6 separate regions of the Mus musculus genome follow, and regions 1, 3, 4, 5 and 6 are each linked to region 2. Evidence: chromatin contacts called from public Hi-C and HiChIP or PLAC-seq data. All regions are on one chromosome and are shown on one strand. The core of a region is the stretch at or near the end of the contact, and the rest is flanking DNA. Distances in the headings are between cores, read along the strand shown.

Region 1 (4,863 bases), core at 2,248-4,747, 200 kb before region 2:
AGGGAGAATAGAGGTGAGTCAAGAAAACGAGGTGCTGAGCCAAATTGTACTCCAGAGACAGCAGTCATCACAGCAGGGAGAGGGCCTCAGTGAGTGCCTTCAACCCCTCCAGACACAAGGTGTCTGTCTCCTCTTAAAGGTTTCTGGGGGGAGAAGGGGGAGAGAGGACCTCCATCAAGGTTGAAGAACCAGGCTGAATTAATTCATAACATAGGTACTTGACAGAGGTGGGCAGAGGGGCCCTCACGATAGGGTCTGTAGCAAGGACCACAGTTTTTTAGATTGGGGTTGTGGGGCCTGATTCATATATGAGCTGTAAGGACTTGACGATAGCAAGAAGCCTGAATGTGTTTCTTTCCTGCTTATGGTGGGGGTGGCCAACTTTCTCAGTAGCTGTGAGGAAGAGGATGAGGGGGAGGGGAGGGGGAGGGGGAAGAGGGAGAGGGAGAGGGAGGGAGAGAGAGGGGGGGAGGGAGGGGGAGGGGGAAGAGGAAGAGGGAGAGGGAGAGGGAGGGGAAGGGGGAAGAGGGGGAGGAGGAGGGAGAGGAGGAGGAGGAGGAGGAGGAGGAGGAGGAGGAGGAGGAGGAGGAGGAGGAGGAGGAGGAGGAGGAGAGCCTAGGTTCTGGGGGCCCTCATGGTCATCGTCACCACTGTGGCATATCTAATGTTACTAAGGGCTTTCAGTATGTCAGGTCCCTTTTGAAACCCCACGCAAACAACAGCAAGATTAAGCTACAGAAGAACCGTATGAAGTCAATTGTACTTAGGACAACAGGTTTGGATCCAGATGGTCTAACTCCATTGGAGGTCTGACCCTCATTGCTTAGGCTATGTGGGCAGCTGCAGTCTGCCCTATGCCTGTCTAAGGCCCCCTGGAAGCGTGAGCCGTGTGCTGCATGGGAAGACACTGGATACTCCTGGGAAGGGGTCGTTGGATGTGTGCGGCTGCGAGGCAAATAGGGAATGGAGGAAAGATGCACGAGCAGAGAGCCTCTGGGTCGGGCCTCCCTTCCCAGGAAGTGATGCATCATCTAGCTACCCAACAGCCATTAACTCTCTCATAGGGCTTCTTTCTGCTGGGTTGTTTATCATGCCCAAGGGCGTGAAATTGATTCCAGAAAGCTTGTCCGTTTCCTCCTGTTCTTCCTGCAGAGGGGATAGAGTGGGGTTTATGTGCACAAGGGCTGGCCAGGATGAGGGACATGCCTGGGGTATCTACATGTGGGTATATTTCTCCAGAGACCTCAAGAGCACCATCCCAGTGTCTGAGGACATACACTGTGCACGTCCCCGGGGCTGGGGCTGGGGCTGGGGCTGGGGCTGGGGGTGGGGGTAGGGGTAGGGGTAGGGGTGGGGGTGGGGGTGGGGGTAGGGGTGGGGTTGGGGGTGGGTGAGCAGCCAGAGCTGCCACCACTCTTACTTACTCCTCTCATTGCTATGATAGAGTGCTTGAAAGATGTGACTTAAAGGGAAGAGGATTTATTCTGGTTCGGGATTAGACAGGCTGTAGTTCATCATGGCGGGGGACTCATAGGAGAGGGAATGGGTTGCAGCTGCAGTCACAGCAGCTTGCTCACATCAAAAGGAATCAGGAGGTAGAAAGAGGGCCAGAGGCACACCAGCTATAACCCTCCAGGTCCGTCCCACATTCCCCAGTGACTCACTTCCTCCAGCCAGGCCCCATCAGGTTGCACAGATCCCCAAGCCCATCTGAAGACCCATATTCAGAGATGTGAGCCCAGAAGGGACATGCGTTTCCAGACCACGGTGGACCAGCTGCACTGAAGGAGGTGTTACAGGGTCTCTTGCCAGGCAGAGGTGGGGAACCAGTGAGTGGCCAGAGGGCACACCTGTGGCACTTTAGGGGATATTCTTAATGGGGGCTACAGTGCTTGGAGCTATGAATGAGAACCTGGGGGCTGATGGTGGGAAAGGTAGGCAAAGTGTCAATTATATCTACATATGCTGCTCTTGGAGTAGTCTCCCTCTCCCTCTCCCTCTCCCTCTCCCTCTCCCTCTCCCTCTCCCTCTCCCTCTCCCTCTCCCTCTCCCTCTCCCCCTCCCCCTCCCCCTCCCCCTCCCCCTCCCCCTCCCCCTCCCCCTCCCCCTCCCCCTCCCCCTCCTTGTCTCTCTGTCTCTCTGTGTCTGTCTGTCTTCCTCCCCCCTCTCTCCCTCTCTCTCTCTCTGTGTGTCTCTCTCTCTGTGTCTCTCTGTCTCTCCCTGTCTCTTTCTTTGTGTTCATGTGTGTGGATGGGGTCTCCTGTGGCCCAGGCTGGCCTCAAACTTAATAAGTAGTTAAAGATGATCTTGAACTCCTAATCCTCCTGTTTCCACCTGCAAGTGCCGGATTTTAAGGAAGACACCACCATGGGACACACCATCATGCCTGGTCCTCAGCCTGGGTCCTGCTAAGCTGGGGTTCTATAGGAGACGGGAGATGTAAGGATAGAGAAGATGTGGCCTAAGTCTTATGGATCTCAGAGTGCTGCGTATGTGTGCGTGTATGTGTGTGCGTGCGTGCACCTGTGTACCTGTGCACATGCGTGTGCATGCCTGTGTGCGTGCCTGTGCGTGTGTGTTGGGGGATGGGGTACCAGAGACTGAAATAGAAGTCCATGCTCTTGAGAAGACTGACAAAAGGAAGCCATGAGCAAAGTTCCCAGGCCCCAGAGTGAGGTAGCCATTAAAAGCAAGGGCTGCCCAGCCTGGGTCATCAGGATGAAGAGCTCCTTAGGGATTGAGCAGCCCTCCACGTCAGTCAGTGCTGTGGTCTGGACACATCCCCCACCAAGTCTGCATGGTGAAACTCTAATGCCCTCACAAATGGGCTTAATACCCTCATAAAGGAGGCTCACGGAGACCCTTTATCCCCGGTAGACGGCACAAGGACACAGCTGGAAGGTGCTGTGGCCCCCTCAGCCCCCTCACTGGTCATCACATCTGCCAAGCTCTTCATTTGGTTCTTCCCAATCTTCCAGCGCTGTGAGACATAAATGTCTGATGTCTATAAGCCTCCTAGCCTATGGTACTTTGTTACCGCAGCCTGAATGGACTCAGGGTTTAGAACTGTGGTGATAGGAGCCAATTCTAACTGCCAAGGCAGAAAATGACTTTATTTGACAAATTCTGGGTGCCTCATACACTTACAGGGAAAGCTGGAGAGGCTGAGATCCCAGTGTGGAGGTTAAGCTGGCAGGCACCGTGCCCACTCTGCACAGAGCCAGACCATGGGGAGCCTGCAAAGGCCACCACTGTCCCTCCAGGCGCCAGCGGAGCCTCTGTCCTGCTGTCAGCACCCCGCTGACTAACTTCCAGGCCAAGAGCTTAATCTTGACATAACATCTACCTCAACTGCCAGAAACTTCCATTACTTCCCCTGCCAAGAGTGATGGATTCTGGGCATTGTCCCCTTGTTCACATTCCTTCCTTCTGGAGCCAGGCATTGCCTGATGAGTCAATCTGAGCAGTGGGGTCTAAATCACTGTCTGAACTCCAGCTGAAATGGAGACTGGAGAGTCAAGCTTCCGCTTTCTATCTTGGGCAGGCGTGAGTCATGAGGTAGACTCTACTCCCAAACCTCAGAAAGATGTTTGCAGCTCAACCAGGAAGCGCGGTATGGTCCATTGCAAGGATGCTGAGTCCTCAGATAGACAAGTCCCTTACCCCTTGCTACCAGTGAACTTCAGCTCTGCCTGGGACAAAGTCGGCAGGCATTCCGTACTTTACAGTGATGGTGAGGTGGGTGATGGCCTCACTGCTGGGCTATGCAGTCTTTCTATTTTTGGATCTCCCTGGAAGCTTTCCAACCTCTGGACAGCTCTTTGTGTTATGTGTGGGTTGGTCTTGCCACATGGCCTGTGATCTGAACCATCAGTCTGATTCTCTGCTCTTTGGAGGTCAGGCGACAGCCTGGCTCTTAGAATTGGGCAGAAAGGAACTGTGCTGGCCTAAGAAGGGAAGGCTGAAACCAACATGGTCAATGATTAAAAGGTGCATTGATTTAAGCATTGCCTCAGCACCGGATCTCCTGTGATGTCAGCAAGGCCTGTCCATCAGGTACCTCACCCCATTTGCTCTTCTCTAGCTTTGTTCTGATGTCTCCTCGGGATGCAGGCTGTGTGCACACAGCTGGCTCCATCCCCAGGACCTGAACAACCCAATGGGACTGACTCAGATTCCTCTCCTCACCAGCATTTGGTGTGATGCAGAGTGTGAAGCCAGTGTGAAGTGAGCAGTCTTATGGGTGGGGGGTAGAGACAGACTTTTCTGCTCCTCTGAAAATTCAGATCTTAGAGTTGCTATCTTCCAGGTTTATTGTTAGGGATGGATCCAAGGTCCATCTTATCCCAGTTGTCTCCTGGGTCTAGTAATAGGTTGTCATATGCACGTGAGAGAGCCATAGAGGAAACACACACAAATATACACATACACACATATGCATATACACATACATACACAGATACACAGACACACAGACTCACACAGAGACACACACTCAGAAACAAATAGACACACACACACACACACACACACACACACACACACACAGAGGAGCCTTCCTTTGAAGTAAGTTCTATTCCTCGCAGACCCCAGCATCTGGCTGGATAAGGATTCTCAAAGAGTAGGTGTCCCATGGCTTTATTGTCTCAGAGCACAGACACATTCAGGGAAGTTTTAAGCTGGCTACCAACACTTGGAACTCAGCTGGAAAGAGAGCCAGAGTAGAACAGGAGGATGGCAGGGCATGTCACCCCAGGGCACTGTCTTCAAGGACACCCAGATGGGTGGGACAGGCTTCCTGTTCTCTTGTTCCACCAGGCCAAAGTCCTCCTGAGGCTGGGTGTCAGCGAACTCTTGCATGTC
Region 2 (4,988 bases), core at 1,757-4,256:
CTAGCTTCCTCAGTCCAAGGATCCACCTGCTCTTGGCCACCGTGGACCTCAGAAAGCAAGTAGAGGAGGCAGCAGGTACACGGAAGCAGGTTCCATCTAAGAGCTTGGCGAACTTTGGCTGCCTCAGCTGTACCCGTCCACCGGTCATGGTCAGCGGCAGAGCACTTATTAAATATCTCTTGGCTGTGACTCCATTCTGGGCATCCTAGCCTCTCGGTTGGGTTTTTGGTGGGGAGTATCTGCTTTGAGCCAGGTGAGTGTCACCTCTGTCTCCACCTCTTGTGTGGGTGGAGTACAATGGGTCTCTAACCCGCCCCCCCTCCACCCCAACCCCCCCTTCCACCCCAACCCCCACCTCCCGCCAATGGAATTAACCTGCTCCAACCCAAAACTGGGGAACCAAGCACCAGATACAATGTGCTGAGCTTATCCCTCCGCAAACCCTCTGGCCCTTTGTCCATCCCCGGATTAGGTTAACCCCTAGTGTGCTAGGAATCCTTAGGGGCTCTTGGCAAGTGGCTTACTCTGGGTTCCAGGAAGAGTTAGGGAATTAAAAGGCGTTCTGAAGTTCAGCCTATGCTGACCATGTAAATTCAGAGGCTGAGTTTCTGTGTGCACCGCACTTAACACTATCAGCAAGAAAGTAGCCGACTGGCTGTCACTCTCACCCAGACCACAGTGGCGGCGGGTTCAGCATGCCCCCACGGGTTCAGCATGCCCCTGTGAAGTGGAAAGGGATGTGGAATGTCCCTTCCTGGGACACCCAAGAGGGGAGCACTCCACACTGGCCTAGGTACTGGCTTTCCCAAACTGCTTTCCTGACATCCACCACTGCTGGAGAGGTGCAGCGCCCCAGCACGGAGAAGGCCGGCAGCAGGAGGAGGAGGAGGCAGTAAGGGAAGCAGAGGAGGCCAGGCTCTTGCCATCCAGGAGAGAGTCCAAGCTACACCTGGACAGGCAGGCCTACCTCTCCTTACCAAACTGCCTGGCAAGCCTGCAGAATCACAGTGGCCGGGAATCCAATATTCTTAATAATCCAGAAGTCTCTGTCTGCATTCCAGCCCCCTATTTTGCCACCCCGAGTTGACGACCACGAAACAAGCCTTCCAAGACCCCATCTTATCTCAAGAGCTTGTCTCAGGTTTCTTTACGGGGGACGGGGGAGTTGGCTAGCGAGATACTCTCCCCACTTTGACCCGAATTAGTGTCCTGCTGGCAGCCTAGTTGCTTCCCCAGGGACCCAAGGGGTTAAACCCAGGCGAGGGGACTCGGTAGGATTTGCCTCCTAAACGCATTTTCCAGTTCATTCCCCAGCACAATATGCCTGGGCCGTCCTAGCCTCCGCCCGCCCCCACCCCATCCGTCAGAATAGGCCAATATGGGCCACCCCAGGGTCGGGCGCGGAGTTAACCCCTCTTCTGCCGGCAGCTCACACCTCGAGGAAAGACACGCGGGACACCCTCGGGGCCTCCCGGGAAAGTGGGTCATGCGGCCACCTGGCTGGCATGAAGCCCGTGGAGCTTCCTCCTGGGAGAGCCCTCCGCTTTAGAAGTGGAGTTCCGAGACGGAGCCCAGCCCCGCGCAAGGCCCGGAGTTTGCGATCCCTAGGCGGCCCGACCTCACCCTCCAGAAAAGGAACCGCAGGTGAGTAAGAAGCTGCCTGTGCCGCAGGAGCAGGTTCCGATCGCCCGCTGTGGGGCGATGTGGGGCAGGAGGGGGCCCCCATGAGCCCGAAACCATCTGACAAGAGGCCGCCAAAAGAAATGAAGTCGCCCCCAACCCCCGCCACTCTCCTAGCCCACAGCCCACCAGCTAGGAGACTGACGCCCTCCCCCTGGGGCTGTTGTCTCATACCCCAAGCCCGTGATTACGGTGATTATTTTGCATTTATGTAACACGCAGTGTTTCCAAACTGCTTCTCGAGCTGAGAACTGGTTATTAAATAAATAGAACCCTATTACATATTATTATTTTTGTGAAGAACTGAGCGGAGAAAGTGCTTTCTTGCTACATAGAGACGTGCATCCGATTGCTACCCTGCAGGGCAGGCTGTTGGGCTTCTCAACCCCTTTCTCCACGGTGCCACCTCCTGCCCCCCCTTATCCAAGCGTGACCCAACTTTTCTGGCTCCGTTCGCTCCCTACAACCCGTAGCCTTGCCCATCATCCAGCTCCAAGTCCCGGGGAGGTTCTGGTTGGGTGGGGGGCTATGGAGGGAGGCAGAGGCAATCGCCTTACCTGGGAGGAAGAAGGCGGTCAAGCCGAGAGCGAGTCCCCACCAGCGTCCAGCGGCGCCCGCAAGCCCCATCCGAGCCATCGGGGGGTGGGGGTCCGGCGAAAGGGGCTGCCAGGAGGGCGCTCCTCGCGCTCCAGAAACCAGTCTGGAAGACGAGGGCGGATCGCTGGCGGTTGGCGGGCGCTCGGAGGATCCAGGTCAGCCGCAGCCGTCGGTCGGGGCGGGGTGGGCTGGGTGGGATCCGCGCGGCCGCAATCCGGTCCCCGGCTGCCGCCGGCTCAGAGCCTCGGCAGATGCCCGCAGTAAGTTGCACGAGTCATGCCCCCTTCGCCTCCTCCGCTCTTCTCCTCGCCCCGGTCCCCGCCCTCTTCTTCCACGCAAAGCCCGGCTGGGGAGAGGGACCCACCCCCGGCGCGCCCGGCTACCGGGCTAGCGCGGCGCAGGCTCCCGGCCCTGGGCGCGCTCACACCCTCCCGCTCGGCTCCAACTTGCAGGCGTCCATGGCCGGCTGTTCTCCGAGGGTGGCCGGGCGGTGCGGAGGGCTCGGGGCCCAGGCGGTGGTGTGCGGCTAGGGCGGCCAGCTGCCCGCGGGGCTCGGGGCTGCACGGTCTCGGAGGACCGAGGGGAGCGAGCCGGGTGCGCCACGGGTCCCCACCGCGGCCGCTGCGCTCGGTGCGGGCGATCCGCAACAATGTGGAGCTGCCCCGGTGCCGAGGCGAGCCGCGCTCTCTCCTCTCCCTCTCTTTCTCTCACTCGCCGATCCAGCCTCTCACCCGCTCTCCCGTGATGTCAGCCCGGGGGGAGGGGTTAGCATTAACCCCCTCCTGGCTCCCACGCGCCCGGCCCAGCCCTGGCCCGGCCTCCGCCCGCGCGGCCGCACCTCCCAGTCCTAAGCAGCTGTGGCTGCGAGCGTGGCCGTGGGGTTCGGCTCAGGGCCCCAAGCTAGCAAGATGCCCCTTGGGTCGCCGTTCGGTCGTGGAAAGGGCCGGAGGGCGGGCTGCCCTCCTCGGTCGCTGACAAAGGGAGGCAGTGACCCCTAGCGGCCGGCAAGGGGGAGAAGCTGCTCGGTAGGGGTGGAGTTAAGATGAGGAGGGGGGCTGCCGTAGGGATCCGTGTGAACGCTGGATCTGGCATTGTCCGAGCTCCGAGGGCTTTTCTGACTCTCTGGTCCGACCCTGGGACCATTTCGCAGATGAGGAAACAAAGGCCCAGAGGAGGGCATGGAGAGTGGCAGAAAGAAGCAGAGCACAGGCTAGAACTGTTGCCAAAGCTTCTGCTCCCCAAGATCTGGACACCAGACGGAAACAGCTTTGCGGAGGACCAACCGCGAAAGCTGTGAAGAGTTGAGGCAAGACAAGACATTAGTGGGTGAGAGATCAGGGCACTCAGGTTTCTAGTGGGTCTTCTTTAATCCTTATTGCCTTCAGGGGGTCCTTGTCCCGAAATCGAAGCATTCTGCTTTCCCCAAAGAGCGACAAACCAAGTGGGCTCCCATTGCCTTCACCTCGTTTCTGAGTGGTTTGCGGGATTCCCGCGAAAGTGGCCCATCCAGTCGGTGTCCCAGAACGGCCAGGACTCTCCGCCCCATCCTGTTCGCCACCCACCACATCCGGGTGGCTTCTTGCCAAGGTGACTGAGCCCGAGGGGCCCTTAGCAGCCTGAAGCCTGGACCTTCTGTCCCCATCCTTGGACTAGGAGAGGCAGACAGACAGGGTTTCCCAGTCAAGAGAACAGAACTCCCTCGTTCGGGGCTGAGCAGACCACACCCACTTTGCCCTTTGCCCTTAGCCCAGCCCCAAGGGCACAGAGGCTTGGGGTAGCGCCAAATTCTGATAAAATGTAAATTTTCCTTTCGGAGAATGGGAGGGGCAGGACAATGGAAGAGAGGGACAGTTTCCCACTCTTGGGCCCACGGGCTCAGCCTGCTAAAGAAGTCACTCCACTCAAAAGGAATGCTCTCTGTATCCTTTTATGCTTCACCCGTGTAACTCAGGACAAACTGTCTACCACACTACCGCCTGACTTGGGAATGCATTGTGTGGTCTCATAGTTGGTCCTTGCCCCACAGGAGCGGGGTCTAGTGGGGATGGGGGGGGGGGGGAGACACAGAAACAGAAGTTCTATAGAATCACTCACCGCAGCACGGCATTGTGGGGGTTTTCAGATTCAGGACATCTACGTTAGCCTGGGCTGGGAGGGACCTGAAAGGCTTCTGTGGTAAGGGGCGCAACAGGGGCTGACTGGAGGTGTCTGTCAGGCACAGACCATCCTTCAAGATACTGGATTTAAAGTAGAGGTCAGCACAGGGAAAACTGTGAAAGAGAGCAACAGCTGGGTATTAGGAAACGGCCTAATAAATAATTGGTTCTAACCCTGCCTGAGCTTGCGGTAAGGTCAAGCCTGAAATCAGACTCATGCCAGGTAGCCACGGGAGGGTCTTAATCCAGAGGATGCCCTGTCAAATTAAGCAGGTTGGTGGCCAGGCTGGCAGCCAGGAATCTCCCATCTGGCTTGCAAGTGCTTTTAAACTTGCCCAAGCCAAAAGGAATTTGTTTTTTGCTTGTGGCTAACACGTCATAGGAGCTGAACACTTGTGCACTAACTCCAGACACACCAAGTTCTGTCAGTGCTGTGGTCTCTTACCTTCTCCACACTTGCTGAGTGTTCATTCCTGGATCTGTTAGTACAAGGGCATCCAAAGCCCTTTGAGGCAGAGGCAGGAAGATCTCTGAGTTCGAAGCCAAGGGTCTATA
Region 3 (4,737 bases), core at 313-2,812, 250 kb after region 2:
TCTAGGACAATGGGTAATGGGTATGGGGGCAAGGAGATCTACATGCTGATGCTGTGCAGGGAGCTGAGATCGGGACTCCAGGACTCAGGAGCAGTGGGGCAGCCTCTAACAGCATCCAGAACTTCCTGCTGAGTTTCTCCCCCTGCTCCAGTAAGCCTGGCGACCCCATTTAACCCCTAACTCTCATTTTCTTTTTCTCAAATTTAGGAATTCTAATTGATCTGCTACCTGCCTCTCAGGGTTACCATGAAAATCAAAGTGAACTCGTCAATACTAGTTTTGTCAACGTGCAGTGTGAAGCACTGTGGCACAAGCAAATCCTTGTGGAATTGAATTAAATCTCTCTTCAGAAACCTGTCTGGGAGGGACCATGCAGCCTGGAGGTAGGGAGTGCTGCCCTCTCATGAGCACTTTCAATAGAAGGAGAGAGAGGGAGGGGGGAGAGGGAGAGAGGGGAGGGGAAGATAGGAGGAGAGGGAGAGAGGGGGAGGGGGAGGGAGAGGGAGGGGGAAGAAGAAGAAGAAGAAGAAGAAGAAGAAGAAGAAGAAGAAGAAGAAGAAGAAGAAGAAGAAGAGGAAGAAGAAGAAGAAGAAGAAGAAGAAGAAGAAGAAGAAGAAGAAGAAGAAGAAGAAGAAGAAGAAGAAGAAGAAGAAGAACAACAACAACAACAACAACAACAACAACAACAACAACAACAAACAAATGAGCTAAAAGGATCTTTGGGGAAGAAAGATAATGAGATGGGGGAGCTTTGTGTGAGGTTTCTGGGACCAGTTCTCTTTCTTGGAATGTCATATAGAATCCATGTACTTATAGAACCACAGTCCTTCAGAACTCTGTGCATCACTCTGCATAGCTTTGAATGAATATGGTCTCATCTGAGCCCTGTTCCCTCCATGAGAGGGAACCAATGCTGTTAGCATTCTCCCGCCCCGAGCGCGGGGGCTGAGGAGGGCAGACTTGGACTGTTAAAGCTGTTAAAGCTGAGTTGGTTTTTGAGAGTATGCCGTAAGGTTTTCCTCATATCCTTTCAGATATGAGCTCCTAGGCAGGCAGGAGTTCAAACATGTGCCTCTAACTGGGAAAGAAAGACACTGGTTATAATCTGGCACCCTCCCTCCCCCACCCCCCACTCCAGTTTCCAGCAAGCCCCCAGGCATGGGTCACAGGAAGGGTCCTGGGCGTGGGGTCTTGCCTGTGAAAGTCTACATAAATGTGTAGTGAGCCCAGAAACCTAGAAAGGTCAGGCCTCCTCCTTTCTCCTAAATAAACATAGCATCCCCAGAGGCCAGCAGATGAAAGGAAACCTTAGGATGCTCGCAAGGCTGTAACGGATTCCAAATTGTCTTGGCAAGATCAAACCCCAAGGCTAGGAAGGTAATTCCATCCCAAGGAAGGAATGCCTCGTGCTGCTCTGTACTGGTTTTCACTTCTAATTTGAGACAACAGGAGAAATAAGCAAACAAAAGTGTACATGCAAATATCAGAGTCTTAGAGAGAGAGGAAGCCGTGGGCTCTGACATTCTCTGCATTTTTGGCCCTGAGCCTTTGCAAGTCACAATTGCCTATTGAGGGAACTCGGGCTACAAACACAAGCAGAGCCACATTTCCTTATTCAAGGCAAACCCTTCCCTTAGGGGTCTAGATTCTGGACAGAAGTACAGGGTAGGACAATGGAGCAACCAACCTCACCCCTTCCAGCACTCTCTGATGGGTTTTCTTAAAGATAAAAGGACTTAGGGAGATGGCTCAGTTGGTAAACCAACTTGTAAAGTGCTTGCCATGCAAGTTTGAACCCCAGAACCCACACAAAAAGTCAGGCATAGTGGTACAGGCTTGTAGTTCCAGTGTGAGGGACTGAAGACAAATGGAACTCGAGAGCCCACTGGCTAGCCAGCCTAGGTTTTATTTTTGGTGGCCTTGTCTCAAAATAAGGAGAGCACCCAAGTTACAACACCCAAGCTTGTCCTCAGGCCTTCATTCACATATATGCACCTGTACATGTATGTGTACTCTGTGTATATGTAAAGACAGACAGACAGACAGACACACCAATGTGAGAATGCAGAGAATGTCAGAGCCCATGGCTTCCTCTCTCTCTAAGACTCTGATATTTGCATGTACACTTTTGTTTGCTTATTTCTCCTGTTGTCTCAAATTAAAAGTGAAAACACAAAGACAGAAAGAGAGAGGGGGAGAGAGAGAGAGAGAGAGATCTTAAGCTCCTGGGCTGTTCCGATTGCCCACAAGTGCCAGGAAGGACCCTAAATAGACCATCAGTGTCTAATCCTCTCTCTGCTCCCATCAAGCAGTGAAATATTAGGAAATTTGCTGCGCCTTTCTCTGCTTGAGAATACTATTGATGCTGTTGCTAAAGTGAACCAGTAGGGGGCACCTGTTAAAAAGTGGCATTGCTTAAGTAGAGGTGGATAGTAATCATTAACAAGGAGGCTCTTTGCCTACAGCCTGGCTTTGGCTTATGAAATGGCATGGATATCAAGGACTATACTCCACTTTCCTGGATTCTGTCAGGTGATGGCTACCCAGTGGAGGGAAATGTCGAGAACTGAAACTCTTAGGACCAATGGGATAAAAAAGGGCTTTTCAGCCCGGGCAGGCTGGTCACAGCTGGCAAACCAGTTGGCCAGGCGATGTCACTATCTCTGTTTGCTCCTGTGCTACCCCAGTGTCCCTCATAACGTATCACTGAAAGCAACTCTGAACTTTATCTTCCCTGTGTCATGGGCCGAGGGTGGGGAGGGAAGGTTGTTCTGTCACTCCCTGGAGGCAGTGTGCAGGAGACAGCAGGCTCCTGTTAGAAGGAGTCACATGGACGCTCCCAAAGGGAAGCTGACTCAAATACAGCGACGAAATGCGTGGGCCATCCAGCCCATCACACGGAGAAAATCCTTCCCAATGGCCACTTTGAGGGTTCCTGTCTTACTTTTATTAAGGAAAGATGGCATTTTTATGGTAAAATATATTAAAAAGTTCATTCTGAATTATTTTCTTCTCCTTGAACACAGCGACAGTGGGAAGGAAGCAGAGGCCCCAGGGGCAAGAGACCATCAGAATGCACTGATTTCAAACTTTCTGTTAGCTGCAGGAGTCTCTTTTTATCAGGAGCGTCTGTGGGATTCCAAGATATAAAAATGATCATCTGGAGGCGCTATGGGTTCGGAGGGGGCCGAGGAATGTCTTTCTCAGATGGACCCTCCTATTCTATCCCAAATCAGTCTCTGCAATCCCAGTCCCACAATCCCAGGAGGACACACCCATTCCTCTACAGACACCTTTTTAATCAACTTTCTCTTGTTGCCTGAATTTGGAGTAGGAGGCTGACCCACCCAAGGACACATAACTGGTCAGTGTTAGACTCAGTAAGCCACAGGTCAGTCCCCTGAGTGATGTGCCCTGGGACACTGGGCTATGGCCACTGGGTCTCAAAGCTTGTCATATGGGCAGGGGGAGGCTATTGGAGTTTCTGTGCAGAGATCAAAGAATAGGAGGCAACGGTGGATCTCATAGTCCCCATCAAGAGACCTGAACAACCCCATCAACATCCTGCTGTCACAGCTTGAGAGAGCCTCTGCCACCTGGATGGTTCCATGATTTGACAACAGGCTCCTGTCCTTTAAGGCAAGAGGCCCCGCAGAGATGTCAGAGGACTTCTGGAGTGACATCACGGGATGTGTGTTTTATTCTGAGCAGAAGCATCCTATAGACTCCAAGGAGCTGCTAGTGAGCAGGAGGAAGGGAGGGAGGCTGAGGCGACTGTAAACATTGCCGGCTCCTTTGCCATTCATGACATCTAAGCCAGCTGCAGGCTGTGACAATGCACCCACCTGTTCCAGGTTGGAGTGTCAGCGCTATTGTGAAATGCTTGGTATGAAAAACGTTCAATAGCGTTCAAATCCATTAGCATTATCCCCGGGTATTTCACCGTTACGTCTGCCAATGGAAGAAAAGGAAGGGCTCCGAGAGTCTTTAAACATAATTTCAACTGCGGCAAATTTTTGAATGTGCTGCTGGTTTCTGCATGCAAAGCTTCTTGTCAATGGAGATTATCAACAGTCTGAAGAGAATGTATTGAAAACCTGGAGTCAGAATCACACGAAGCCATCGCAGGCACAAAGCCGGTCAAAAATGCCGTGTGTGCGTATGGGTGCGGTGTTTATTGTTTAAGACTTAGAAACTATGTCGTACTGGCTAAGATCTCCATTTTAGGCAAATTTAAATTATATCCCTCCTAACAGTTTGTATCTTTCTTCATTCTTTCAAAAACATTAGGAATACTCTAGGCCGTACTCTAGCTACACTGGACAGGCAAAGCCTCTGTCTGCTTGGAGTTGACATTCTAACACAGCGAGACAAAGAGCAAGATATAAAATAAATGAGTGACGTGTGTCAGATGCTGAGCACTATGGGGTAATTAGGACTATGGGAAAACAGGTCAGGGCAGGTCTCATCAGAAGCCAGCACTGAGCAACGGGACGGGAGAAGGAACAGAGGAAGCAATGCAGATGTGCCAGGAAGAGTTCTGCATGAGAAAAGAGCACACGCCAAGAACCAGGGACAGAGCAAGAGCACCGTGCTCCAGAGCAGGAAGCGGGCTTTGTGGCTACATAGCTTGCAGAGCGAGCAAGGCAGGGAGGACCAGATGATGTCAGCGATGGTGGAGTCTAGCCTGGGAGAAGGCCTCAGAGACACCTGGAGAATGCTGTTCCTGCCTTTGAG
Region 4 (4,962 bases), core at 1,191-3,690, 150 kb after region 2:
AGGAATTTAGTCAAAGTGAGATAATAACAGGGAAAAATGAGGTTGAAACACTGATCAGTCAAGTATCACTGTTTTTACTCCATTATCAAGATGGGATGCAATAGCTGTCTTTCTTTATGCCTGCCCGCCCCCTCCGTAGACACTCAGGCTCAGCCGCACCCTAAGCTGTCCTCTCTGACAGCATCAGATCCAAACAGCTCCTCTCCATCCTCCTTCTAGGGACCCCAGATCTCAGGAGTGTTTGGGGATGGCAGGAGCCTGGCTGACCTGTATGTTCTTGCCCTTCCTGTGTGGACTACTCTCTCCAGGATACTGGGGCACACCCCTCTTTTCCCCCAAATGTGGTCAGTGAGATGCCCTTGTCCTACCAGCCAGTCCCTTCCCCTCAGTTTTCCTGTACAGAATCATCTTACCGCAGCTTCCTCCCTTCCTATGAGGGCTGTGGGAACAGGCATTTCTCTTTCATACTTAGTGTGCCCTGGAATGTCACATAAGGCCAGGTGTACTGTGGGCACTCGGAATATATTTGTTAAACAAAATGGGTGCTCTTTTTGTCTTGGATCATAAATTTTTATGAACGATGGGATGGTTTTGCAATCTTTATATGGGTCTAGACATGTTTATTATTTTTTAGAACTTTTTATGCCCTTTCCCCCCTCCTTTTCCTAACTCCCTCTTTCCTTGTCTCCCTCCCTCCCTTCTACTATACCTTCCTCCCTTCCCCTCTCTCTTACTCCCTTCTTTTTTCTTTCTTGAAATAAGATCTTGTAATTCAGCCCAGTCTAACCTCTCAGACTTTCGATTCTCCTGCCTCAGCTTCCTGAGTGCTGGGATCACAGATCCGTGCCACCACCACATGGTTTTATGTTTTTAAATTTCTCGTTCACCTTCCACCTTGTGTTCCTAACCTCTGTTAGTTATGCTAATCTAAATGGCAACAAAGACTGGGACATTTTCAAATATCCAGTACTAGGGATCAGAGAAAGCATAGAGTCACAAATCAGCTGAGATGATTCCCTTTCTAAAAACTAAACCTGGAGGTACAGGCAGAGATATTTATCTCTCACTACTTGGTAAATTGTTTTTTCCAGAAACACGAGTACAGACATTAACGGCTGACAGGTAAGCACCTAGCTTTGGAATCAATGATTTGAAGGAACAGCAGAGTTCCTTAACTGCTGATCTCGCCAAGGCTGCAACTTCATTTATAATGAAGATTACAATAAAGATTCATTACCATGGATATCTGAAGCCCCAGGAAGATGGAGACTATATAATAATTTGAAAAATGTGACCAGGTTTCTGTTGCTGTTAGCATTCTTGATTTACAGCTCAGGGGAATGAAGTTCTGGAACGTTCTCTGGGAAGTCATACAATGCACACATAGACACAGAGAAGAATAGAAAGGTGGATCTCAGTGGTTGGGAGTTGGGAGTTTCATTTTTTGCTTGTCTACTCTCTGTAATGTTTATTTAAACAATAAAATTACAAGATTTAAAAAAAAAACCAAAACTTTGAAAAAAGCTATAAAGGTATGAAAAATGTTCAATATGGGGTCCTTCTCTCCCCTTTAAAGACACTTATAATTTATTCTAACATGTTCTACTTGGCTTTCTTGCCAATGTTTTCTATAATTTTTGCTTTGAAAATTAGTGTAAAACTAATCAGATGAAAGAGTTTGATCAACAGCTGTGATTGTGCTTAGAAACAAATAAACAACAAACAAACAAACAAACAAAAAGCAGTTCGTTGTTCTCACTAACTAGTCATCTCTGAACAAGACCCAGCAGGAAGTTGGGGTGGGGGGCTGAGGACACGGACACACACACACACACACACACACACACACACACACACACACACACCAGACAGGGAGCTGAGGTAATGATGAACTCAGAGGGAGGGGGAGACAAGGCATGAGACTTGTGATGCTGAGGGCAGGGTCAATGGTGGCTAAAATACTTGCTCTCAAAGAGGGAGTGCCTGAGGGTCCTGAGTGGCTCTTCACTAGCAGGAGACAATGTGGTAGAGGAGCCCCAAGCAGCTTCCCTCTGGCTAGGCAGAGATGGGCAGGGAGGGCTGGGGGGGGGGGGGGGAAAGGTTGGGGTGGGCAGGGAGGGCTGGGGATAGAGGATTGGAGTGGGTAGGGAAGGCTGGGGATGGACTGGGGAGATTGGTATAGAGGGTTTGGATGTGTAGAAAGGGCTAGAGATGGGGAGGGAGGCCTGGACTCTGTCTTGTCCCAAAGCTACATCAGCATCTTAGGTAACACAGCTGCTATAAAAACAGATTGTCATAAATAGACAAACTAGATCTAAGGAAAAACACAGAAATCTCCCATTGACCCAAGATTTCTCCTAAGAACGAGGGCTGTCCATTCCAGCGTCAGGGAACACATATTAGCACACTGATGTGGCAACTGTGGAGTGTACTCAGGACTTAAAATTGCCCAATCTCCACCCCAGGGCACAGCCCGAGTCAGAAACCATGACAATGGCCTCAGAAGCCATTGCAAACTGTCAGTGACTAGTGGTCAGCCTGATCTATCTCTGTTCCCTGTGGGCCCCTGACTCCCTATCCCCTCATCACAGGGCTCACAGGGCGCAGCCAGCTGTGCTAATTCCCTGCTTAATATTTCTCTGCTTCTGCTGTGTGTGTGTGTGTGTGTGTGTGTGTGTGTGTGTGTGCATGTTTATGTGTCTATGTGTGTCTGCACATGTGTCTGTGTGTGTGCACATGTGCCTGTGTGTGTATGTGCATGTGTATGTATGTGTGTTTGTCTGTGTCTGTGTGAGTCTGTGCCTGTGTATGAGTGCATGTGTGTGTGCTTCTGTGTGTATGTGTGTGTCTGAGTCTATGTGTGTCACGGAGGCCTGTGCTTGCTGGGTCTGTCCCCTGCAGCCTGGAGAAGCTAGGCAGACTGTTGTTAGTGATGCTGAGCTACAGAGTAGCCCATGCATCATTCTGGATCCAGGTCCTTCAGTCGCTATCACCCACCTGTTGCTCTTGACTCAGCACCCTGTGTTGGGCACAAGAGAGTAGGATCTGGCAATGGGGCCTGTGTCAGCTGGGCCCAAAGGCCGCCTAGCTTCACCTTTGTGATGTGAGCCCCATGTGTGTGCTATTGCTGACCTTTTGAAGTCCAGTCCAATAGGGAAAGCAAAAAATTGACAAATACACAGATAACTAAAGCTGTGACCAGGAATGAAGTGTGACAGAGGGGAGGGAGAGGGGGAGAGGGAGGGAGGGGCAGAGGTTGTGTGTGAGCTGCAGAGCTGGGCATGGTGCGGGGGGTGGGGGAGGACTTCTGGAGTATTGAGGGAGAAGAGCAGTGAGCTCCTCTTTCATTTCTCTCTTGTGTGTATATGTGTACAAGCATACATGCATGAAAGGTGCACTTGCTTGTGCATGTGTGTGCATATGTGTGCCTATGTGTGCATTTGTGTGCATATAAACTCCAGGTCCCAACCTGTGCCAGTCATCAGTGTGGTCCAGAATCCAGACTCTAAGAACTAGACCCTCTTCTTCAAACCCTGGCAGACTTCCTGCAGTATGGCCTACATGCATCCTTTGACCCCAGTTCCATGCCTCAGGTTCCCTCTTCACAAGATATTAGTTATAGTGCTCACGTGACAGGGTTACCGAGATTCGGGGAAAGCATCGTCTATGTATAGGTGAAGAACAGGTTCAGTAAATGCTAATCAGGGCTGCCTCATGGATACCACGTGGTCCGTCAGAATGCGCCTCAGTCATGCTCAGATGAGAATCCTCTTTACAGAAAGCTGGCTTGAGGTGCCCACTCCTACCCCTTGCCAGGCTCCACCTTCGTCTTTGCCAGGAGTGAACCAGCCATTTACATACCCTAGGCAGCAGAGAGGACAACAGAAACTCTTAATGTTCCAATATGTGACATGGACTGGAGGTTTATTCCCTACCTTCCCATCCTGCCCTGAGTTGGTATAGGTGGCAGCCTGTGACAGATGGCAGTGGTTTGAGTGACGACTTCAATTTTAACTCTTTTCGATAATGCCGTTCTGGAAAGCCACATACTTTAAAACTGTCCCTGGATCATAGATCAGTCGGAAGAGGCCCAGTCCAGCTAGCTCAGTTAATAAGCTCTGGAAACATCATCTATCACAGGGACCCCTCCTTAGGGCTCCCAGTGTCGACTCCTGGCAGAGATGAATGGATGGGCCACAACTCTGGGCAGAGCCTTTCAGGCTGTTTGCACCACGCCTCCTTGCGCCTGAACTTGGACCTTGCCAAGCCGAACACTCCTAGGGTGGAGGAGGAGGCAGGTGGGTGGGCTGGAGCCATGAGGTAAGTGTCACTTTGAGGGAGGAGATTGGTGTCTCTCTTGGGCATGCCTAAATGACTACTCCTTTCCAACTTCTCGGGACCATTGAGGTAGACTCTGCTTCAGGAGCCCTGGAGGGATATGCTTGATCCAGCTGGCACTGATGCAAGCTGAGTCCCATGGAGAACACAGTGATGCCGGCTCCTGTGATTCCTGCTGGGTAGGAGCTGCCAACCGCTGAAAGCCAAGCTTTGGAGTAGTCTGTCCCATAGACTCCTCCCCTGGAAGCCGTCTGGTCAGCAGTGATGTCCCCTTTGATGGAAAGACATATCCTAAGGCTTGTGGGTTTATTCTTCCTGCCATCTCCCATACCCATCCCTGCTGCCAGCCACTCGAGAACCCCACCCACACACCCAGCCTCCCAGACTGTCACTCACTGTCCTGCCTACGCATCCTGCCAGAGGCCTGTTTGCAGCACAGACACCGCCCTGATTACATCCTTTTGGGCACAAATCCATTTCCAAGTGGTTCCCTGTGACACAGGGAATGAAGCCCAAGATTCCAGGCCTGGTGTTCAAACCCAGATGACCTGGCAGGGTATTGACTCTCCAGCCTAGTTCAGGTTGTCTGGGTCTTCTCCCTGCTCTCCGCCATCCATGTGTTTC
Region 5 (4,515 bases), core at 2,002-4,501, 160 kb before region 2:
GGGGGAGGGGAGGGGAAGGGAGGGGGAGGGGAGGGAGAATGAGCGAGCAGGAGAGGGAGAGGGAGAGGGAGAGGGAGAGGGAGAGGGAGAGGGAGAGGGAGAGGGAGAGGGAGAGGGAGAGGGAGAGGGAGAGGGAGAGGGAGGAGAGGTGGGGGATTTGAGAGGGAAACCAGGGCTGGCTTTGAGAGGCAGCTCAGCCACTAAAGGCTAGGCTCACAACCAAAATTATAAGAGAGGGGAATCGGGTGACAGCTCATGCAGGAAACAGGGTAAATGTATGGATTTTAAGGGCAATGGAAAGGCAATGAAAGATTTTAAGCAGAGAAATGAAGTGATCCACTTTACACTTGTGGAAATACCTGTTCTAGCCAGTACTGAGTAACACTGTGAGGGGCTGGGGGATGTGACTCAGCTAGTCAAATATTTGCCATGCAAGCATGGGGACTGGAGTTCAGATCCCTAGCATCCATGTGAGAGCTGGACATGGCGGCGTGGACCTGTAATCCTAGCACTGGGGAAGTGGAAGCCAGTGGATCTCTGTAGTTCCCTGGGCAGCCAGTCTAGCTGAATTAGCAAGTTCTAGGTACCGTGAGAGACCCTGTCTCACAAACAAACAATAAAATAAGGTGAGGTGAAGGATTGGAAAGATATCTCAGTGGACAAGAATACTTTCTGCTCCCCCCCCCCCTTTTTTTGGTTCTTCAAGACAAGGTCTCTCTGTGTAGCTGTCTTAGAACTCACTATGTAGACCAGGCTGCTCCCGAACTTACAGAGATCTGCCTGCGGTTGTCTCCAGAGCACTGGGATTAAAGCTGCATTCCCCCACCATCCGAGCTCACTTTCTGCTCTTGTAGAGAGCCTGAGTTCCCTTCCCAGAATGCATACCAGATGTGCTATTGCCAGTGTACACGGGTGCCTGTAGTTCAAACTTCTGAGGACCAATGCCCTCTCCTTGCCTCCACAGACACCTGCACTCGTATGCACATCCTCACACACATACACATGTAATTTAAAGAGAAAGTGGGGTAGTAGTGCACACCATTAATCCCAGCACTTGGGAGGCAGAGTTAGGTGGATCTCTGAGTTAGAGGCCAGGCTTGTCTATGTAGCAAGTTTCAGAACAGTGGAGGCTACACAGAGAGACCTTGAATCAAAATAACAAAACACAAAAAATAAAATATTAAAAAAATAAGGTAGAGAGTGACTGAGAAAGACATCTGAAGGCAACCTACACACACATACTCACACATACATATACATACACTCATGTACACACACATACACATACATATACACACATACATAAACATACATATACACATGAACTCACACATACACACATACATACACATAAACACACATACACACACATACACATACATACACATGTACACACACTTATATACACACATACATACATATGCACTTACATACATATACACATACATACATGCACACACACACATACACACATATGTATATACACATGAATATACAAATACACACACACACACATGAGGATGTACATACCTATCAATGTCTGTGTGCCGGTAAAAACCCACCCACATACGCATAAACCCACAACATTAATAAAAACAAGTAATATTGTAAGTTGGAATGTGGTACATCCCAAGGGACACCCATCCCCCCAGAGCTTGTAGCAGGTGGTGGGGGCAGGAAGAAGTGGGGTGGGAGACTCGGGAGATGCCACCCAAGTGCAACAGACAAGCCTGTTTGGATCTTGAGCTAAACGAGCCAACTGTCAAAAGCCTCCGCTGACTCTACTGAGGGAATCTAAAGATGCTCTGCGAATTTCATAACCTTGGGAGCCCAGTGCTCATTTTGTTGGGTGGTAATGGTATTGTAATTAGGTTCAAGGAAGACAAGCCCTCATCTGTCAGAGATGCACCGTGAAGTATTTACAGGTGGAGTGAAAGGATGGCGGAGATTTGCTTTAAAATCTTCAGGAGAGAAGAATCGCGTGGGAGGGAACAGAAGCAACAAGACTGGCAAAATGTTGTTGGTGTTCTGAGGGTGGGTGATGGGCACACGGGCCTCCTGATACCAGCGCCTGGGTTTTCCTGCTAGAAAGCAGAAAAGGAATAAAAATAAGGGACTTTGAAAAGTTCCCTAGAGTGTTTTGGTTGTGGGTCATGGTGTCACCAAATATAGCTCTGGAACACTTAATAGGATGATAGGTCAGTAATTGATGAGGCCGTGTGTGGGCCCAGTTTGCTCCAGACAGACTGAACTGTGAACTCAGATGGAACTGGGCAACCCATGTTGGCCAACTGCTTCCTGTTGCCTCATATCTGTCAAATGGGACTGTTGCAGTTGCCTTCTGCAGGGTTGATACAGGCATTAAGTAAAACTGTCTGTAGGGGTTAGGAAGCTGGCCCAAGGGGGTAAGGACACTCACTCTGGAAGCAAGAGAACCTGGGTTCAAATCCCCAGTACTTGCACAGAAAGTATGGCTGTGAGCGGCTGAATCCTAGCATTGAAGGAAGATGGGGACCAGACACAGGAGGATCCTGAGAGCTTGCTGGTCAGTCAGCCTAGCTCTGCCCCAAAATAATAAGGTGGAAAGAGATGGAGGAAGATACCCAACATCCTGCCTGGCTTCCACATGCAGCCAAACACTCACATGCACATACCACATGCATTTTTCACACACACACACACACACACACACACACACACACACACACACACACACACCTCTAAAGACTTTCTCATTCTCGGTACCATTGGAGGCAAAGTGATGCAGATTGGGCTAAGCACTATCATGACTGGGTTCTAGAACCCTGGGGGGGGGGGAATCAGTGTTTGGCAACTAGATATTCGAGTTGTGATTATGTGTTACAGACCCCTCAGCTTGATTGCGTGCAAGCACATGCTCGTGATTTGGCTGTGCAGACGGGAATTTGGACTCCAAAAGAGGCTAGGCATGGGCTTTCCATGAATATCCAGGGAGGACTAAGTGAACCAGGAGATCGTCGGAGGAGAGGTGTAGTCACGTGGACCGTGGAAAAGCTCATGTACTTGGTGAGCCCAGGATGGAGCAGGAAGATACAACCAAAGGTGGGGACAGCACCAAATGAATGTAAACAAGGGCCTGAGGTAGCATGGTCAACAAGAGGGGAGGGGCTGAAGGCTGGTGGGAAGCAAACAAAACAATGTACAACAGGCCCGGAACTGAGAAGCCCAAGCCCTGAGTGGGGCTGGCTGGCTCACAGGGCTCTGCTGCTCCCCGCCTCCCCGTCTGTCTCTCGCTGGCACCAAGCTCTTGCTTTATGGATGAGCTGACTAGGACTCTGGAGACCCTTTCTCTCTAAAGAAGCCCCTGGAACTCAGCTTGCATGGGGCAGGGAAGTGGTCAGAGCATTTGCAAATGGGATTCCCAGTTCCCAGAGTCCAGGAGGCAGGCTTGAGAGGGCAGGGTGTCTCCCTTGGCTCTCTCGCAGAAAACCTCGAGGCACAAGGGACAAGAGGCTGCTAATTCAATTCTGTCTCCCTCACTGATTTAATCAAACCCTATACTGGATGGAGGGAAAGGGGGTTCCTCCTATACATGCTATATTGCACGGTCACATGGGGAGCTGTTAATTCTGCCTGTGTCACATTAACACCAGTAAAACACCCGACAGCTCCCACTTTCTCAAAGTCAGCACTGATTACCTCTGGAGCCCTGCACCGCGTCAGAGGAGCCTTCCATCCTGTGAGGTTGTCTGCAGCATGGGGGCTCAGAGCCAGTAAAGGCATATCCTTCCCACAGAAAGCTAGGGAGCCCTGTGCTGGGGAGGGGCTTCAGACAGCCTCCGGTCAACCAGGAAGGCAGGATCCAGAAGCTGAAGGGTCTGGGGCGCCCAGGTTCCAGGCCTGAAATGAGACAAGTTCCCATGTTGCCTCCTGCTCTTCAGGGCATCCCGTGAGCCTCTAGTTGAAGTGCATTCTGGGAGGCTCAGTACTTCCCTCAGTCTGGCCTGATACTACCTCCTACCACATTTGGTTTTTCCTTCTTAGAACCCTTCGTCCAACCAGGTGAAGGTGAGCACTCCAAAATCGAAGAGCCGTATTGGGGTGTCGGGGGGGGGGGCACCACCCCAACAACCACAGCTTTTCTTTGAACTTGCTTTCTTGTCTAAGGAGAAAACAAAAAGTAAAGTTGGTATCTTTGTTGTATGTTACTTATGGGTGACAGTACCTAGCCTTCCCTCTTCTCGGCGTCTTTGAGATAGTTCTGTATCTGAGCTCACCAGAACACTGGGACCAGTGAGCCTGGCCTGAGAACAGGGACCACACCTGCATGCCTTCTTCTTGGTCTCGCCATGCTCCTGGTGGAACTTGCTCTGTGGGAACGTCTTCATAAACAGCTACCAACAGTTGCCCAGGGCTGGCGCAATTAAAAACAAAAACCAAACCAAACCTTGCACCGGGGGCTAGAAACAAGTTCTATCCTGATCACAGGGTCTGCAATCCAAGCGCCCACAGGGCCACACCCGCTCTGAAGCCCAG
Region 6 (4,397 bases), core at 859-3,358, 200 kb after region 2:
CAACTCGCCAAGGGAAAATAGGCCCCAGAAACCCTGCTGATTACAGTCACAACATTTGTTCCCAGGCACTGTGGGATCCCCACGTTATCAGGGTCATTATCAGGGGTCATTTCATTCATCCACCTGCCTCTGAGCACAGTTGCAGATAAAGAAGTCTGAAGAGCCAGTTTCAAGGGACAAGTGCTCTTTCTTCTAGAGTTCTCTGCACAAGAACAAGGACCATTTCCTACAGTCAAATGCTACAGTGCTGGCAGCCCCGGCCCCAGCCCCTGCTCTGGAAACCCTCCCTAGAGTGTCGTCCTGCAGATTAACCAGAAGAGCCCGGTCAGGTGGTCTGAACAGACAGGATGGTGATGCTTAGTGAGGGACCTCATGATGGCTCCTTCTCCTCACTTGGGCTGCTCACTGGCTCTGCTCCCAGGATGTCCCACAGGAAGACTCTAACCAGCTCTCAGCCACTTGTCAGTGTAGGGCCCCTGAGCCCTCAAAGCTCCTTGAAAGGGTCACTCAGGCTGCTTACTCCAAGACAAAGAGGCCACTTATGGGTCTTACAGACCAACCACTGGCTTGGGGGACAAATCCAGTATCTCTTGTCACCTGTCCCTGCAGTGGTCCAAGAGTCTCCACTTCACATACCTACTCCTAGCGGCAGTTTTGCAGGAGGCCAGGGGAACAGAACTGAGTTCACCAGGCAGGAAGAGAAGAAAGTGACCAAAAAAAAAAAAAAAATCATTAGGAAAGGCCCTTGGGGAATATTAGGCAAAGGCACCCAGGGCAGATGAAGAACAACCCTGCATTTAGAACCCAAGACTACTGAGCTGTGCTGTTGCCTTCTAGAGTCTGGGATAGTGTGGCTGGGGTAAGGAAGGGCCCGGAGGTAAAATGAAAGCTGAAGACGGAGGAGGGTGACATAGGGGAGAGGCAAGGTGCCAGACAATCTATTTCAGAGCAGGACTGATGCCCAGGAAGAAGAGACACCCAAATAAACTGAGACTCAAATTAGGGATGGATTGCATTAGGATCTGTTGGTGGCTTATTCTCTCCAGCTTTGTTTGGCTTGAGAATTTATTATCTTATCGTTGTTATTGAGACAAGGGTTCACTGTGTTGCCGAGGCTCCTCTCTGGTCCCTCCACAGACGTGCACTACCACAACCAATTACAATGTTTGTTTGTTTGTTTTTAAATTTTTACATTATATCAGCATGCACACATTCTTATAGTCATTCAAATCACGCAGCCCTTCCCTTTCCCAGTTTTAGGTCCTTCCTGGAAGGAAATAACACTAACTGATTTATCATGTAGATAGACGTGTGGGCAGAGAGAGATGATGGATAGACAGATACACGGAGAGGTAGAACATATTCGTGTGGCTAGCATTCAGTTCGCAATAGTCCTTGGTGTGCTTCCAATTCCATTATGGAGAGATCCACTCGTTCATTTAATTGTTATGTGGAGCTTCATCCTCAAAGGGCACCATGGCTTCTGCAAACTTACTGATGGCTATTTATCTTATTATGTTGGTTTTATTTATTGTGTTGCAAAAAGCATCTTTCCCCACAACTCTGGCAGACTTTACAATGAGTTTATGAGTAACTGGGGGAAGGGGGACGGTGGCACAGGAGTCTCTTGGGATCTTTGGGACCGTCCTAGATTAGAGAGATACTGGGCTAAGGTGAAAATAGATCACTGCATGGTTTCCAGAAGACCCCAGGGCTAGGAGCTTGTCCTTGCTGAGTTTGTCCTTATGGCCTCCCATGGCACTGCTAGTCACAGCTACCCATGAAGGTCTTGCAGGAAAAAAACCGCAAAGTGCATGCTGGCCAGATCCAGGCAGTTAAAACCAGACCTGGCACTGGCACACATGCCTGATAATAATCCTCTCTTTGGACCGATTTCCTGCAGACTCTATCCCTCCCGAAAATGATCACAAGCAGTATTCATGCAGCGGCCCCGGGGGAGGGACAGGTGCTATTTTGAGCTGTTTTCAGTAATTGGTAAATGCGGGGAATGCGTGGGAGGAAGGCACAGGGGCCTTTCTGGATGCAGCGCTGACGTCATGGGTGAGTTTTCAGAGATGCGGCTTCCTGTGTGGCTTGGGGAAACGAGGCTTCCCTGGTCACGTGACCCTGAGACACTTAGGCAGCAGGTGACTCCTTTGTTCTCCAGCCCTAGGACATCCCGGACTGTGTTCTCAGCCCGAAGTTACAGAAAAGACACAAGCAGCCTACCAAGGGCCCAGGAGAGCAGCCTTGAGGTGTCTATCACGGAGAGAAACTTTATGTAGTCCCCCTCCTTCTCCTGCCCTCATCTGCTTATTGGCTGAGCCGTTCCAACAGTGTCTGAGACTCCGGGGCATAATTCTGCCTCTCTCTTCAGCACCTAACACCGTTCCTTGTTTGCCTGGGTTTTGTCAACCTGACACAAATCTAAACACATCAGAAAGGGAAAAACTTAATTGAGAAATGCCTCTATCAGATGGACCTGTAGGCAAGTCTGTGGCACATGTTCCTGATTAATGATTAATGTGGGAGGGTTCAGCCCACTGTGGTTGGTGCCACTCCTGGGCAGGTGGTCCTGGGTATACAAGAAACCAAATGGAGCAAGCCACCAGGAGGAAGCCAGTAGGCAGCATTCCCTATGGCTTCTCCGTTAGTTCCTACCTCCAAGTTCCTGCCTTGAGTTCCCGCCCTGACTTCCTTCAAGGATGGACTGTGATGTGGATGTGTAAGGGTGGGGAGGACCCCTTCCTCTCCAAGTTGCTTTTGGTCATGGTGTTTATCACACCAATAGAAAGCTAATTAAGATAACCCTCTGACAGATAACATGTGCTCCCCCAGAACATAACAGTGATGGTTCAACAAGATGAAGCCCAGTGACTGTGGTAAATACTTCCAAGATGATGGCGTTATTATCAATTTTCACATCAGGTGGCAAGGCTCTCCTTTGCTATGTCTTCCACCAGCTTTTGAGGGTTTTTTGTTTGTTTGTTTTTTTCCAGAGACAAGACCTGTATTCTTTGCAGACTGATCAATGCAAGGCCTCACAATAGGCAGAAGGGTATGAGGCTGGAAGATTATATATAAAGGGTTCAATTTGTATCTCCTTCCCTCAAGTGCTGGAGGCTGTTCTCTGTCCTTGGTCTAGGCAGGCCACCAGAATATTCTGAGCAGTGGGAGGCCATGGAGGTGACGCTGTGTGACCTCCAAACCCAGGACTTAAGAGACTTTTGTGTTCTTCCTCTTGGTTTCTTACAGCTGTGTAAGGAAGTCCAGAGCTGTTCCCCACCTCACAGCTGAGAGAGGTCTTTGGACTTATGACAGTCACCTCAGTTACCCATTACTCCAGGCCTAGGGGCTTGGAGAGATGGCTCAGTGGCTAAGAGCACTGACTGCTCTTCCAGAGGACCTGAGTTCAATTCCCAGTAACCACATGGTGGCTCACAACCATCTGTAATGGGATCTGATGCCCTCTTCTGGTGTGTCTGAAGGCAGCTATTGTATACTCATATACATAAAATAAACAAATCTTTTTAAAAAATGAGAGAAACTGGGTCCCAGCTCACCCACTGATGACAGCTGTGAAGGTGACCTCTAAACCCTGCCTCAGTGGCAGAATCCACAGAAAATGGATGGTTGCTATTTCAGCCATCAAATCTTAGGGTATGAATTTTTTCTTCTTCTTTCCTTCATCATCAGATAAATGAGACCAGGAGATTGGGAACAAGTCATCTCAGAGTCCCTAAGAGACAAAAGAAGGAAATGTAAGCCCGACCAGAGTAGACTTTTCTCTGTAGAGTTTCAGACAGAAGGACTGTCTGGGTACAAAGAAAGGGCCATCACTAGTCTGGGGACAGGGCCTCCTGAAGAGAGATGGCTTGGGAAGGCTGAGAAGTTTCTCAGATGATGCTATCAGCCAAGGACCACAAGGAAGAAAACACTGGGTGGACAGGGCCCCATGCTGTGCTCAGATAATAAAGGGACAGAAGAGGAAAAGACATTGTCCCTCAAACCTAAGCCTGACATAGCATGGCTGAAGAGTACCACTGACTGCGCGCAGTCCACACTGAGCTGGGAATTACAGGGATAATGAAGAGAGCAAACTCGGAACTTGACGTGGAGCAAGAGAAGAGGTGATTGCATTCTCTAGGGTCAGCACTGGGAGGCTGAGGGAGGAAGGCCGGAGGGAAAGCCGACTCTCCTTTATTTGCTTCTCGTCAGTGAAAACACCCCAAGTCTGAAGGAAGGGGATGACAACAGGACTAAAAGCTGAAGGCTGTTTAAGACAAGGCCGGGTGGTACACATGGCTGTGTTCCGGCATTTTCAATTCCCAGCCAAATTGTCTTTCATCACCGAGCTTCACACAAGACATGGACACAGTGGGCACCCCATTACTCAC

Evidence for each region. HiChIP or PLAC-seq counts read pairs in DNA pulled down with a chosen protein or histone mark. Hi-C and Micro-C count contacts between places; a contact is called where the count stands out from the background.
Region 1: a contact with region 2 is called in a CTCF HiChIP or PLAC-seq map of the NIH/3T3 cell line, with 9 read pairs. The contact joins the enhancer-like site here to the promoter of Nectin1 in region 2. A contact is called at or near these places in 1 of 39 promoter capture datasets (hippocampal neurons), 1 of 15 datasets of contacts at CTCF or cohesin (the NIH/3T3 cell line), 2 of 484 Hi-C or Micro-C datasets (embryonic limb bud and liver) and 13 of 115 datasets of contacts at active chromatin or transcription factors (the NIH/3T3 cell line, cardiomyocytes, craniofacial prominence and 9 more).
Region 3: an H3K4me3 HiChIP or PLAC-seq map of neural progenitor cells shows a contact between it and region 2, with 17 read pairs. The contact joins the enhancer-like site here to the promoter of Nectin1 in region 2. A contact is called at or near these places in 4 of 39 promoter capture datasets (the 3T3-L1 cell line, hippocampal neurons and liver), 1 of 484 Hi-C or Micro-C datasets (epidermal suprabasal cells), 14 of 115 datasets of contacts at active chromatin or transcription factors (VIP interneurons, cardiomyocytes, craniofacial prominence and 9 more) and 1 of 9 other capture datasets (embryonic stem cells).
Region 4: a contact with region 2 is called in a Hi-C map of liver, with 4 times the contacts expected there. The contact joins the enhancer-like site here to the promoter of Nectin1 in region 2. A contact is called at or near these places in 2 of 39 promoter capture datasets (hippocampal neurons and liver), 1 of 484 Hi-C or Micro-C datasets (liver), 6 of 115 datasets of contacts at active chromatin or transcription factors (embryonic forebrain, embryonic stem cells, forebrain and 2 more) and 3 of 9 other capture datasets (embryonic stem cells, liver and pancreatic islet).
Region 5: a contact with region 2 is called in an H3K4me3 HiChIP or PLAC-seq map of embryonic hindbrain, with 5 times the contacts expected there. The contact joins the enhancer-like site here to the promoter of Nectin1 in region 2. A contact is called at or near these places in 4 of 39 promoter capture datasets (the 3T3-L1 cell line, cranial neural crest, frontonasal cranial neural crest and 1 more), 6 of 484 Hi-C or Micro-C datasets (Sertoli cells, cortical neurons, embryonic fibroblasts and 3 more), 11 of 115 datasets of contacts at active chromatin or transcription factors (the SCID.adh cell line, VIP interneurons, differentiating embryonic stem cells and 7 more) and 1 of 9 other capture datasets (liver).
Region 6: a contact with region 2 is called in an H3K4me3 HiChIP or PLAC-seq map of forebrain, with 3 times the contacts expected there. The contact joins the enhancer-like site here to the promoter of Nectin1 in region 2. A contact is called at or near these places in 3 of 39 promoter capture datasets (hippocampal neurons and liver), 12 of 484 Hi-C or Micro-C datasets (the BV-2 cell line, the N1E-115 cell line, Sertoli cells and 7 more), 14 of 115 datasets of contacts at active chromatin or transcription factors (differentiating embryonic stem cells, embryonic forebrain, embryonic hindbrain and 7 more) and 2 of 9 other capture datasets (adipose tissue and embryonic stem cells).

Annotation. Positions count from the first base shown.
Region 1 is chr9:43,944,060-43,948,922 of GRCm38.p6, reverse strand. All of the region lies in intron 1 of Gm30373 (a long non-coding RNA gene), which reads left to right. Among named protein-coding and RNA genes, the nearest start is that of Gm30373, 28 kb to the left of the region's middle. Within about 2 kb of position 3,497, at least 63 of the 459 cell types and tissues checked have an H3K27ac peak or open chromatin away from gene starts, as enhancers often do. A contact at or near this core is called in the NIH/3T3 cell line, where this site is marked.
Region 2 is chr9:43,741,972-43,746,959 of GRCm38.p6, reverse strand. It overlaps Nectin1 (nectin cell adhesion molecule 1), which reads right to left and starts at 3,006. Exons shown (of 6, transcript NM_021424.3): 1 at 2,238-3,006. The coding sequence starts at 2,316. Gm46108 (a long non-coding RNA gene) reads left to right here. Exons shown (of 4, transcript XR_003948147.1): 3 at 1-1,644.
Region 3 is chr9:43,489,241-43,493,977 of GRCm38.p6, reverse strand. No RefSeq gene overlaps it. Among named protein-coding and RNA genes, the nearest start is that of Gm36855, 29 kb to the left of the region's middle. Within about 2 kb of position 1,562, at least 16 of the 459 cell types and tissues checked have an H3K27ac peak or open chromatin away from gene starts, as enhancers often do. A contact at or near this core is called in neural progenitor cells and stem cell-derived neural progenitor cells, where this site is marked.
Region 4 is chr9:43,593,164-43,598,125 of GRCm38.p6, reverse strand. No RefSeq gene overlaps it. Among named protein-coding and RNA genes, the nearest start is that of Gm29909, 12 kb to the left of the region's middle. Within about 2 kb of position 2,440, at least 7 of the 459 cell types and tissues checked have an H3K27ac peak or open chromatin away from gene starts, as enhancers often do. A contact at or near this core is called in liver, where this site is marked.
Region 5 is chr9:43,898,172-43,902,686 of GRCm38.p6, reverse strand. No RefSeq gene overlaps it. Among named protein-coding and RNA genes, the nearest start is that of Gm23326, 5.6 kb to the left of the region's middle. Within about 2 kb of position 3,251, at least 7 of the 459 cell types and tissues checked have an H3K27ac peak or open chromatin away from gene starts, as enhancers often do.
Region 6 is chr9:43,542,967-43,547,363 of GRCm38.p6, reverse strand. No RefSeq gene overlaps it. Among named protein-coding and RNA genes, the nearest start is that of Gm36855, 24 kb to the right of the region's middle. Within about 2 kb of position 2,108, at least 48 of the 459 cell types and tissues checked have an H3K27ac peak or open chromatin away from gene starts, as enhancers often do. A contact at or near this core is called in the N1E-115 cell line, Sertoli cells, cortical neurons and 2 more, where this site is marked.